2 separate regions of the Hordeum vulgare genome follow, and region 1 is linked to region 2. Evidence: chromatin contacts called from public Hi-C data. All regions are on one chromosome and are shown on one strand. The core of a region is the stretch at or near the end of the contact, and the rest is flanking DNA. Distances in the headings are between cores, read along the strand shown. Region 1 holds the start of LOC123426328. Region 2 holds the start of LOC123430112.

Region 1 (2,700 bases), core at 193-2,692, 610 kb after region 2:
ATCCCACAACCATCTAGGTTGGTTCTCGCACTCCTTGTGGGTCGCATGTGGGGGACCTCCTATACGGCGTTGCAGGCGCCCGTTTGCCCTCCTGGCGCCTGCAATGCCCCGCCTTGGGCCGGGCAACAAACATATCTAGTGCCCCTGGAGGCCGTGAAAATGTTCATTAATTTTGAAACATAAAGTACAACGATTTTGCAAAAAAAAGTTCTTCAAATGGGAAAAATGTTGAGATATTTTAAAAATAATACTAATCAAATTTGATTTTTTTATCACCATTTGATAAAGGTTCATTAATTTGTATAAAAAGTTCAGCGATTTTGAAAAATGTTCATTAAATTTGAAAAAAATTTAATTGGTTTTCAAAAAAAGTTCATCGAATATGAAAAAAGTTCATCGAAATTTTTAAAAAGTTCATCAAATTTGGAAAAAGTTCATCAATTGTTTTTTAAAAATTGATCGAATTTGAAACGAATTCATCAATTTCGAAAAAAGTTCATCAAATTTATAAAAAAGTTCATTGAATTTGAAAAGAGTTCATCGATTTCGAAAAAAGTTCATAGAATTTTTTAAAAAAGTTCATTGAATTTGGAAAGAGTTCATCGATTCTAAAAAAAAGTTCATAGGTTTAAAAAAAAGTTCATCAAAATTTGAGAAAAGTTCATTGATTTTTTTAAAAATCCACTGATTTTGAAAACAATTCATCAAATTTTGAAGCAGTTCATTAAATTTGAAAAAGTTTCATTAAATTGAAAAAAACTTTCACGAATTTGAAAACAAGTTCCACAAATTTAAGAAAAAAACAGAATTAAACCCCGCTGAAACAGAATAAAAATTTAGAAAACGCCAGTTTGGGAAACTATAAAACCTTCCGAAAACCAGGCTGATAAAACTGGATGCATATATACAGTAATAAAAAGGAAAAAGGAATATGGTGTACACATCGACCGCGATGGCCTAGTGGTCGCGTGTTTGAATCATAGCGTCGCATGATATTTTTGGAGTTCAAAAAAAAAAAACATGGGCTAACTGGGCCGACCCAAGCACGACGGAGGTGTGCCGTTAGCAAAAGCCTGCAGCGTCAAATAGGGTTTGCCCGCGTGTGGGCAGACAGGTTCCTCCTCTCGCCGCTTCCTGTCTCCCTTCCCTTGCACGGCTCGCCGCCTCCTGTCTCCCTCCCCTCCTCTCGCCGGCCTTCGCTCGCTCCTCCCCTCCGCTCGCCGGCCTCCGCTCGCCCCTCCACTCCTCTCGCCGGCCTCCGCTCGCCCCTCCCCTCCTCTCGACGCCCTCCGCTCGCTCCTCCCCTCCGCTCGCCCCTTCCCTCCTCTCGCCGGCCTCCGCTCGCCCCTCCCCTCCGCTCGCCGGCCTCCGCTCGCCCCTCCCCTCCTCTCGCCGGCCTCCGCTCGCCCCTTCCCTCCTCTCGCCGGGCGCCGCTCGCCCCTCCCCTCCTCTCGCCGGGCTCCGCTCGCCGGCCGCCCAGGCGCCCACAGCCGCCGTCGTCACTCCAGGTCCTCAGTGCGGCTGGCCTGCTGCGCCTCCCTCAACGCAGGACGGCCTCAAGGCTCAAGCCCTCAACTGCATCAGTCTCACCGGCTTCCCCAACCTCCTGTTGAACAAATCAGCAAGGTGAGATTTGTGTACAACTGATTTCCTGCTTCCTAGTAAATTGATGCCAAATCAGCACAGTAGCAGACTGATTTCCTGGACTAGATAGAACTATTTGTGTAGAACTGATTTGGTATGCTGCTGCTGGCAATGATGTTTTTATTGATGACTAGTACAAATGCCCGAATTTTTTTGCACTATGTGCCTTTACACGCCTTTTCTTATATTTAGTTTTGGCAAACTTACAAAATAAGATTACACTGAACTACGGCTTTTTGGGCCATATAATTTAGATGTGCATAAAACATTCTAATCGTTTGTTTGGACCTACTTTAGCTCGACACTTTCATCTGATCAAAGAGTTTGGGTGCATACAATACATGCTAGATGAACATGATTTTTATTTGTTTTGAAAGATGTTATTCTTTTGTAAATTTGAAGAATATTTTTTGGATTTTTCAAATGGATTTTTTTTGGAGATGAACATTATCTGGTTGGAAAATTGCACGATGCTTTTCTGTTCTTATATTTAGTTTGCAGATCCATCAATTATTAGAAAAATGAAATTATGTACTCCCTCCGTCCCAAAATAAGTGTTGCTGCTTTAGTATAAAATTTGTACCAACTTAGTACTAAATTTGCGTCACTTATTTTGGGACAGAGGGAGTATGATGCTACGCACGAGTAAAAGCAGCAGGCTGCTGGCGTAATTGTCCTGACATTGGAGAGTCGAGATCTAGGTCAAAATTACATTGTTATATTTTTCTACATCAAGTATACCAGCTGCTACCACACGCGAACATAGAGCATCAGTGCATCACTTCAGTTAGAGAGGCGAGATGAGCAGTACAACACTTCAGCTAGACAGGTGAGTTGAAACGTCATAAGTACCGAATTAACATATTATTTTACACAATTCATGTCAGCAATAGATCTAGCGCCAGAATAGGTGGATCTATAATCACTCTTGTCAAATATATAAATTCACTATGCAATGTTGATAGTAAAAACCAATATAAACCAATGTTGATAAATTCAACGCACATTTAGGGCCATCCTCATCCACAACTTATTGTTAAAGAGTACATATGTACA
Region 2 (2,700 bases), core at 159-2,658:
GCGCTAGCCAAACAGTTCTTCGCCAAGTGAAAAAAAATTACACCCGACAAAGTGTAGTTTGCGATTGAAAAAAAAACGCACTCGACAAAGGTCATGTTTGCTTAGTATTTCCTTCGTAAATTAATATAAAATGTTTAGATCACTATTTTAGTGATCTAAACGTTTTATACTAATTTACGAAGGAAGTATCTGATAAAATGCATTTGGCATACACTTGAGAGTGGGTAAAGTTTTAGTGGTAGTTGAAGGATTAAGCTTTAACCTCTTCTCCAAAAGAGGGTGTACTAAAGCACATCTCGTATCCAAAATGTACCATAAGGAACAAAATTAAGATGAAACCGGTCAGTTTGCAAAAGAGAAATGACAAGACCAAATTATGGTCCTAAAGCTAAAGGCGGTGTCTCCTGCCTTCGAGTGATAAGCTTCTCTAACAAAGTAGTGTATGACGACACCCTGCTCGCTGTTGGTGTGGACCAGACGGGATGGCGCAATAGCAACGCATCAAGGGCGAAGGTTGAAAGTCATAACGAAGTCGTTCACTTTCTAGGATTTGGTGGCCGATTTAGTGGAATTGTCCTTGCCCTCGACTGCCTGCTTGATGATGGCAGGCAGGACCTCCATGATCTTGTCGAACTCCTTGTTCTTGGCGACGAGTCCTGCCGGCGCCGTGGGATCCGCCTTGCACTCGTTGCAGCTCCACTTCCACTCCCAGTCCTTGGACTTCTCCACGTCTTCATCCACCACGATGAAGTCGAGCACGTCCGTGAGACCCGCGTCGACTCCCGTGGCGTTCCCGCCAGCGGCTGGCTTAAACTTATTCGTCGCCTCATCGAACCCCGACGCGCAGCTGTCCATGCACCGCCACTGCGTCTTGTTGTTGGGGAGTTTGTCCCGCTCCGCTTTGGCGGCGGTAGCAGCCTCGGTGGCCGCCTTAGAGGCGGCGGCGACGCCGGCCTGGGCCAGCGCGCGCGCGTCCGACGCGGAGCTGGACTTGAGGAGCTGCTCGCAGTAGCTCGGCTGCGGCGTCTTGGCGCAGGTCTCCTTGACGATGCTGCCACCATCGACGACCAAGGAAGCGGACGAGACGAGGAGGACGAACATGATGATGAGGGAGCTGCGAGGCGTCGCGATCGCCATTGTCGATTTACCGACAGACTCTCGTCACGGAACGCAACAAGTTGGACAACCAAACTTGCATGCATGCAAGAAGGATGGAGCCAAATTAATAAGCCTATATGCATGTTGCGTGCGCGTGTGACCGTTTCCTATGTGTGGTCGAGAGTTGTCTTCTCCATGTGGAAATCGACATGTTCGTCTTCATTTATGTGGCCACTGGCTTCCCTCGAAAGAACAAATGTGTGGCCACTCGCTTTCCTCAAAACAACAAATGTGTGGCCACTGGCCTTTCATGCATATGCCTTGTTTGGATACTCTAACCTGCTTAGAGTTAGAGGTTATAGTTAGTTCAGGTTAGTTCAAGGGTTAGAATCTAACTTTAACTCTAAAGGTGTTTGAATGAGAGGGTTAGATTGATAATAAATGTTCTTTCTCAATCATTTGGCTACTTTGGATCTCTCTTTTTTCCTGAACCCCACCTACTCTAACCCAAAAAAGCACCTCTTAGATGTGTTAGAGTTTTTGGGCGTGTTAGATGCATCTAACCAACTCTAACTCACATGTTTGGATCTTTAAGAGTTAGATGGCTTAAATCTAACCCACTCTAACTCTAACCCTAGGATCCAAACAGGGCCATTATTACTTTTGAGCAAAACTGGCCTCCTTTTGTTTTTCGAGAGGAAGAAAAATGAGTGATCTTTGACGCTTCAAACACCCGTTAAGAATTTTCAACAGCCGCACAAACACCGTATGCGTTAAAAATATTTTATAACATCAAAATAATGACTTTTAGCACATCGAAGAGTGCTGCCTCCAGCGACCAATGCAAAAAAATGCACGCGCGAGCCGCTGCACAAAACGCGGCGTGCGCCAACACAAACAACATATAACATTTCAAACAAAACCAATTAAAATCAAATACATAAAAAAATAATCAACAATAAATAGTTAAATTTTGGATAAATAGTTTATTTTTTAATACAATAAATAGCTCGACACTACAACATCAAACATACAAATCATCATTCGTTTTGTTGGCCATTTAATGTCCACCACTTCTCGATTAGATCCTTCTGAAGATCATTATGTTTTTGGACACGTCGAATGACATGATAGGAGGCAAAAAATGGGCCACCCTCGCGGCGCTCCGCCGTACTCGCACGGGATGTCCCAAGAGCTCATACTGAGAGTAGTCTAAATTTTGGCCACGCTAATTCTCGATGATCATGTTATGCATAATCACACAAACGTGCATGATGTATCAAAGGATCTTTTAATCCCAAAATCTAGTCGGTCCTCGGTCCTCTTACAATAGTAAATTGGGCTTGCAAAATCTCAAAAGCTCTCTCCACTTCTTTTCGAGCCATCGCTTGAGCATTGTGGAAATCTAGATTTTTCTTACCTTTCGTTTTTTTCAACGGCTCCATAAATACTTGCCACTTTGGATAGATGTCATCCGCAAGATAGTTGTCATAGTTGTATGTATGGACGTTTGCTACAAACTTCGTCGGTGTTAGTTCACCATACGCAATCTTATTCATGAGTTGTGACCAATTTAAAATGTTGATGTCATTCAAAGATCCA

The links. A called contact is a pair of places that touch in the nucleus more often than the background predicts.
Region 1: a contact with region 2 is called in a Hi-C map of seedling, with 2.7 times the contacts expected there. The contact joins the promoter of LOC123426328 here to the promoter of LOC123430112 in region 2. A contact is called at or near these places in 2 of 6 Hi-C or Micro-C datasets (leaf and seedling).

What each region holds. Positions count from the first base shown.
Region 1 is chr2H:375,121,405-375,124,104 of MorexV3_pseudomolecules_assembly, forward strand. LOC123426328 reads left to right here and starts at 1,443. Exons shown (of 3, transcript XR_006622160.1): 1 at 1,443-1,626; 2 at 2,267-2,473. It also overlaps the pseudogene LOC123427400.
Region 2 is chr2H:374,515,919-374,518,618 of MorexV3_pseudomolecules_assembly, forward strand. LOC123430112 reads right to left here and starts at 1,409. Exons shown (of 1, transcript XM_045114019.1): 1 at 300-1,409. The coding sequence starts at 1,137. The coding sequence ends at 544.